Linked DNA regions of Zea mays: region 1 is linked to region 2. The links are chromatin contacts, called in public Hi-C maps. All regions are on one chromosome and are shown on one strand. Each heading gives the region's core, a stretch centred on a gene start, on an enhancer-like site or on the middle of the called end of the contact. The rest is flanking DNA. Distances are from core to core; before and after follow the strand shown. Region 1 holds the start of LOC100303858. Region 2 holds the start of LOC100283981 (proteasome subunit beta type 4).

Region 1 (3,731 bases), core at 835-3,334, 580 kb before region 2:
ATCTGCCCAAATTATATAATCCAACAAATTTTGAACCAAACAAACAGCCCCTAAAGATTATTGAAATATATGCCAGTAATCAGAACTTTAACAGGACATTGCTACCAGATCAGCAGTAATAATTAATAAACTCTCTTTCCATTAGAAGTGACTGGTTTCTCATTCATCCTTGTTAACACAATGCCATTCTTTTAAGACAGGATGATAACCCCATGGGCCATGATAGCTAAGTATGGAAAGACGAAGTAAATACTGTCGATGTGAACTTCTGAAGAGACAACCTCAGAGGGATGTAATGATAATATAGATCAGTAGAGCACCTCATTAGTTGGCATGCCCTCTGCATAGCAGATTGCCTGAAAAAGGATACAGGAGGATACAGTCAGATGCCCATCGCTTGCTCAGTTTATGAACTCTTGTAAGCTCTACTGATCCACTGGCAGCAAGCATTTGAACTATATTGGACTAAAACTTGAACACGGGGAACCCGTCAACCACAAGATGGTGTAGCCCTAAACGGGATCCTAAGTCCAGATGTCTAGGATTACTAATAGGAGTACATTGTAAGAAACATTCCAGCGTATGGCATTAATAACAGGAGAGAGAAACGGAAAAGTTGAGCTTTTAGCCAAGTTCCTGGGACAATCTATCCGCGAGAACATTTCCTCGAACAGTACGGCACTAGTAAACAGTAAGATCTCAGCCAACTCATCTAGCAAAACAACGACGAATCGCGCCGATAGACAGAAAACCAAGCCACTCATACCACGCTCAGGTTGGAGTAGCGCAACCGCCGCAGCAACTCCTCTACCCCGGGCCGCAGCGCCACCGCCGCCGCCTCCCTGGTGGAGGAGGGGTCGAGGAGGAGGGAGGCATCCAGCACGAGTCGTACGGGCCGCCCGGTAGCCATGGCTTAGGGGAGGGAGATGCCAATCGCCAACGCCTGAGTTCTGTTCCTGACTTTCTGCTCGGCGATGGGACTTGGGGGCTGCCGGGCCGAACGCCTGCTGAACCTGGTCACCTGGAGCCGGGCATAGCATAGGAAAGGGGAAGCTCCTGATCTGTGGGCCCAGGTGTCAGTAGCAGGCGTGGCCCCCACGGGCGCATGGGCGGCACCTGGCGGGAGGAAGGCGAACAGATGTGCAGGTGCAGCGCAGCAGGTCAGAATAATTCCCCTTTTCCTTAGCAGAAAAAAAAAATCTCAGCCTAGCTTTTCAACTTTCAGGGAATCAGATCCGTTGCCTTCATCATCATATTAAAAAAAATATATCCTTTTGTCTTCCCAGTCGAAAAAAAGTTCACTGGTTTATGTCATGGTGATGCAACAAGTTAACAGTGATTTGAACAAATGCGTCCGTTGTGTATTTCATTTGCATCAGCGAGAACGCAAGATTGTGCTTTGCAGTCGCAGCTCGCAGCAAGCGCTACATTTCACTCGATTTATTTACTCGTCAAATCGTTTCTTCTGTACAGAGCTGTGCTCGCGGCACACGATACCAGACATCCAAACAGATTCTTCTCTTCCTACGCGCCACTGACGCATCCAAACAAGCGCATGCTACTGAACCTCCGGGACTTGGACAGACCACGCCACCCGTCGCCGCCCGGCGGAGACGGCTCGTCCCGGACACCCTCGTCACGGGAGAAACCGCGCTCGTCGGGCGACGAGCGCGCGGCGAACCGGCAGCTCTGGCTCCGAGGATGGTCGTAGGCGCCGCCGGGGAGGCGCTCGTGTCCCCATCCCCGCGTTGGCGGAGCGCCGGCGGAGGAGAGGCGCTCGTAGTCCACAGCCCTTTTCGCCGCCCTCCGCTTGCTGATCGCGCCGCAAACGAACGGGATGAGCCCCTCCATGCTCATGTTGCGACGATCTGCGCCGCCGACCTCAGCAACAGCAGCGACCGAGATGGAGATTTCCCTGGAGTGGCAGAAAGAACATGGCATGAGATTATTATGTACATGGGTCGATTCGATATTTCAGCGACAGCTCTTACAGGAAACCAGCAGATACAGATCATGCATGATGTCAACAAATGGTTCGCTGGAGAGCATGCAACTGAGGCATCCCTCAGATTTTATTTTATAATCCTTGGCTGACTACCGCTGTCGGATATGATTGCATCTGCACGCATGTGAAAGTTCCAGTTTGCATGTTTCCCCAACGACCACCGGTTGAGAAAAAGAAAAGATAAACTCAATCAGAGGCTTCAGGCTTCACATGCACTTGCGATAATCTCGGGTGGTAAATTGGTAATCAACATGGCTTTGCCCAACGGCGAGTCCAACTAAGATTACAGATACTTTGCTTTAGTTTAGTCTCTCCTTATATATAGAGAGAGAGGTGCAAAAAAAATGTACAATAAAGCTTTCCATATAATCACTGAATCATCGTCAAAAGGTATGAAAATTTCTTTATAAACTATATATGTATATTGTTACTGTATCAATATATCAAACTGCAAATCCTAATTCACCATACGTTAATAGATGTAAAAAAAAGCGAAAGGGCCTCTAGCGTAATGGTTAAGGCTTTCGAGTAGCACCTCCAGGTCCTGGGTTCGATCCCCCTCGGGGGCGAATTTATGGCTTGGTTAAAAAAATCCCCTCGTTGTGCCCCACCCGCTCCCGGGTTACGTCCTGCGCGCCACCCTCCGGCTGGGCCGTTGCAGAGTGGGCGGTGACGGCCCGCTAGTGATGGGGGGCCAAGGTTTGGGGATTTTCTCGGCCGGGACCATGAGGGCGGTCTTTCCCTCCCCGGCCGAGTTTTTTTTTTAATAGATGTAAAAAGTAAAAATTGTCATTCTTTAATTCTTCATATTAATAGAGCTTTCTCTTTTTTACACTTTTTAACATATGATGAATTAAAATTTTAAATTTAATATGTAGTGCTATGACATAATGACACTATGATAACGTAGCCCTTAATCGAGAAAAAACGTACAGTTAAGGATATATATAGAGCGAGAAGATGTAGGCTCAATATATGCTCATCCTAGGTACCACTATGGCTAACAGCACACATGTTAGTTATAGAGGTTCAAATCTATAAGGTTCCGTTTATTTCCTTTCATTTTGATGAATTGAAATCTTACTAATGGAATAAGCTATTTTTTTAGAATGTGACATTCCACCACTTTCCAAAAATATCATATAACTCTATCTCAAATTCATGGGGTGAGAAATAGAAATTGATTCTATAGATTTACACGCTATTTTTTCGATGTACAACTTATAGCATACTCTTCTACTTGCTTCGCTATAACATAAATGTAATATATAAATATCTCTCATATATTTAGAATAATATACAAATATATTATATATATAAATATATATATATGAACTTAAATATACAAATATATTACATATACAAATATATGAACTTAATTACTTTTGTCTAAATATAATTATTAAAATGGAATTCAATTATAACGAAACAAACGGGGCCTAAGAAAAATAGACTGAGGCCCATTGATAATAGAGTTTTGGTGTTTGGTAATTAACATAACCATTTAGACTAACAATATTTGCTATTAGTGTATCTAAATATAGTTCAAAAGGTATATCATGGACTTGACCAAAAGAAAAGTGGTGGTGATCAAATTGATGAACATCTCAAGAAAACATTAAAAGACTCATTGAAAATCTACAACAATATGTAAGAGTTCAAGACATAGATAGAACTAAGGCGAACGTGAAGATCACGAATAACAGAAGACTCGCCGCCCGCGTAG
Region 2 (3,734 bases), core at 1,195-3,694:
TAGGATTGGAGGGAGTTGTGATGGGAAGTCGAAGTCCGGTGGCCGGTGTAGGTAGTGGCTGCGGCGGCCTTCCCTCCACTTCCGCGTAGAGATAGATCGGATCTCACTAGTCTGTGTATGGATGAGGATGTACAATGAATGTTGGTTCGCGTACCGGCCTTGATCCCTATTTATTTACATGGTATGAAAGGGGGCCACCACCAACACGGTCAGGATGCGAGTGAGGTCCGACTCGATCCTCTGACAGAGTCCGGATGAGATCAACCCAACAAAACTGACCTGTGTCCTGTTCAGTTTCCAACTGTTTCCATAACCAAACTACTATCTTTAGTAGAGGTTATTTGGATGTCCTCTGTATATCCAACTGCATCCAGTTTCGGCATATTGAGTCATGCTTGACTTGCAGGAAACAAGCATATTGAATCCACTCCGCGTGATGATTATTGGAGATATGCTTTACTTGATCCATGTTAAAGGACTTGCGGAACATGCATCACCAAACGCAAGGTCGCAGCAAGGGCTAGCTTTCGTGGACCTAGAGAAAAGATGTTGCAATGTATTTACCTTCTCAGACCACACTTTTGTATTTCTGTCTACTGTGAAGTGAATGTGTAGTATTTGTTGTTAATGAAAAGTTGTTTGTGTTCAGCTGCTTACAACCATAGAAGAGAATGACACTGTGCTGGAGCTTGTATCCATACAAGATCAATTCACAGCCAAATTTCCTCTAGATCTGTCTGATGTTCGACCTGGAATAACAAAGCAAATGTCAGGAAATCCACAGAGTACTGTTGTTGCAGAGTGCACTGACAATCACGTTGAGGACAGGACCCTATTGGTCGTTGATCTGAGTAGCTTCCTCGAGAACACCCAGATTGCCTTGCCTTCTCTGAATGGGTAATTTCTGGTTCTGTGTCATCAAAACTGTAACCATGAAATTCTTGATCTAGTGAAACCACTGTTTGAACACTTGGAAGAAAAAAACATTTGCACAGCGGCATCAGCATAAAAAATGGCAAATTTATTCGTTTTGATAGTTCTAATAACATGTAACAGAGGTGTGGTTCATACTGCCATTGTTATGGATGCTATCTTGATTAAGTTTTGACATTTGCTCTGCTCTCTGAATAACATGCTTCTGTTTCAATATCTGCAGGTGGCTTTTAGGTTATCCGGTAACATATTTGTTCCGCAATGCAAGTTCTGAGGCAGCGATACAGAACCTCTCAAGGCAGTCTCTGCATATCTACCGAGTATATGTGTGCGGAAGTTATCGGTCAGCTGGCGAACGAAGAGAAGAGGAACTGATGAGGTAAAGTGCATCGATTTGTAAGCAGCCCCAGTCGGCAGGTCCGCTCTTTCCTTTGGGAGCGGGATTTTACATGGAATCTTGTAAACTAGCTGTAGTATGGTTGCCAGTTTTTCAGTTCCATGTGGCGCGAGCACGAAGCGTGATGAAGAAGTATGGGCTAGATCGTTCATAGCTCGCATGAATGAGAAGCTCAGGCGATGCAGCCAAGTCTGGGCATCCATAAGGCTAGAAGTCGAGGTTTTCCAGAGCCAGTCGCAGGTCATTGTGTTGTAGTTGAGATCAGTATGGCTGTTATTACGGGCTGATGGCATAAACTCCTTATACAAAGCGACGTGTCTCAGAAGTATCACTGCCCTGGGCCAAATAAACGAGTTGGATACAAGTCATGCATGCAGAGGCCGGAGGTCATATCCATTATATATTTTATATATTTATCTAAAAAAGCCATTATATTATGCTCGAATTATTGAGCAGTTTATGTCACTATAAATTCAAATTCGTTTTAGTCGTTTCTGTTGACTTTGTATAACCTAATCCTTGACGCCGACATGTCTTTTATATTTACATCAAAATCACAAAGGATGAATGCTCGAGTTACAATTTGAAGTTGTTGTTGTTTTGTTCCACGTGCTCTTGGACTCAAGGGTCTGTTTGGTTCAGGTGTTTGTTTCCAAAAATCTGATTTCGCTGAGTTGTGACTGTTAGAAAGATGTCGTGAGCTGATGATTATGAAAAAAATAAAATATGTTTGGATGAAATAATTGTCAACTATAGATTCTATAAAAATATGATAGCTTAGTAATATAGATGACCGTATATGAAAAATCAAGGTAGGTGATTCTAAGGTGTGGTTTATAAAGACTAATTTTTAGTCACTCCATTTTATTACCTAAATTATTAGATTTCGTATTTAATAATTTAAGGATTAAAAATTAGTTCATAGAAATCAAAGACCCACTAAATTAAACTAGTTGTTCGAACCTTATTGAGAAAGCTGAACTAAATTCATCCTCAGTCTTGTCGGCCTAAATCGAATTCACCCAGTCTTTTCGGTCTAAATCGATCTGGCACATTGTTAGTACTCCTGCTACGTACTATGTTTCTAGTAGCCCACAAGATCTAGCCCAGTCCAAACCTTTCGATCCGTGGTGTGTTGGATCTGAACCCAAGCTCCGAGTCGCTTTCGGGGTGGGCATTCTCCTCTTCGTCTTCGGTTGCAAGAAAGAAAAAGGTCACCCCTCTAACACCACGCCGCCGCCGTTTGCTGCTCGGCGCCTCTCCTCACAACCCGTACGCCAACGTCTCCAATCTCGTATACTTTCGTGCTCAGCATCATGGACGGCTTCCCCAAGAGCGTCGGCGGTGGCGGCCCTAACATTCCGGCGGGATCCCACCCCGCAGGCGGGAGCCAGGCGGCGGCAGGAGGAGGCGCGACGCAGCGGACGCAGTAAGTCTGTCCGCCTATGTTCGGTTCTTGCGTTCGTGGTTCAGATCGCGACTTCGCGTTACTTTGCCTACCCCCCCTCCTCGTCCTCCTCCTTCGGGTGAAGATTTCGGTGCTTCCGGTCGCGGTTCAGATCCCTACTTTGCGTTACTTCGCTCCGCTTCTTTTGGGCGAAGATTTGAGCAAATTTTGCGGTGGACTATTAGTCGAATATTGAGAAAATTGATATTTTAGGACCGATAATATTAGGTTTCGCATATTTATGACTTCAAACGTTGGCTTTGCAAAATTAGTACTTATATCATTGACATCTTGATTAATACGACATCATAGTTTATTTCTTGTTTTCTAATCCGTTTTCTAAAATGCTTGCCATCTAAGATGACTCATGTCCCTGTGTCAGCTGCTACGCTTAGAGAGTGCCAGGAAAAATATCAAAAAAAATAAACAAAAAATAGAGATCAACAGGACTTGAACCTTGACTGCCAAGTTCAAAAAATAGTACTTACACCACTATGCTAACTAACCTTATATGATCTTAGGGTGTGTCGTGGCCCATATGGACCACCCACTCCCCTGCTGTGTCATTAATTGTGTGAGTCTGATCCTTGTCCGCCACACCATATTCGTTTCTGCCCTCCGCCTTGAAGTGTACACTAGATGAGAGATCGGATCAGAACAGTGGCCTGCATGACCTGTTGTTTTGACTCGAAGCAAGACCAGAAGAAGGTAGCTGATCCACGGAAAAAAGAATGAACAGATTCGGCTTTAGGGGCTTCATATAGCTTCCAACTGATGAAGCAAATTCCATGTGGCAGCATCCAAACTCTGATGTCTTGCAACTGATCTGAATAGCTGAAGCCAAGACACACTAGCCTGTCACTCATCACATTTTTTGGTACCTGAAACTAGGTGCGCACAGATTAGCTTGGTTGTCGAGAAGCAAAAGCTGCTTAGCCTCAAGGTCTGTTGCCACCT

The links. A called contact is a pair of places that touch in the nucleus more often than the background predicts.
Region 1: a Hi-C map of leaf mesophyll shows a contact between it and region 2, with 5 times the contacts expected there. The contact joins the promoter of LOC100303858 here to the promoter of LOC100283981 in region 2. A contact is called at or near these places in 8 of 25 Hi-C or Micro-C datasets (ear, leaf, leaf mesophyll and 2 more).

Annotation. Positions count from the first base shown.
Region 1 is chr7:145,916,078-145,919,808 of Zm-B73-REFERENCE-NAM-5.0, reverse strand. LOC100303858 reads right to left here and starts at 2,084. Exons shown (of 2, transcript NM_001366623.1): 1 at 1,992-2,084; 2 at 1,340-1,915. The coding sequence starts at 1,857. The coding sequence ends at 1,525. It overlaps LOC100279891 (inositol 1, 3, 4-trisphosphate 5/6-kinase family protein), which reads right to left and starts at 1,135. Exons shown (of 12, transcript NM_001152843.2): 1 at 767-1,135; 2 at 321-356. The coding sequence starts at 910. It overlaps LOC109940939 (a long non-coding RNA gene), which reads right to left. Exons shown (of 2, transcript XR_002263718.2): 2 at 3,587-3,731.
Region 2 is chr7:145,336,930-145,340,663 of Zm-B73-REFERENCE-NAM-5.0, reverse strand. It overlaps LOC100283981 (proteasome subunit beta type 4), which reads left to right and starts at 2,444. Exons shown (of 6, transcript NM_001156879.2): 1 at 2,444-2,759. The coding sequence starts at 2,647. LOC100277031 reads left to right here. Exons shown (of 6, transcript NM_001407169.1): 3 at 407-556; 4 at 650-897; 5 at 1,157-1,312; 6 at 1,420-1,916. The coding sequence ends at 1,585.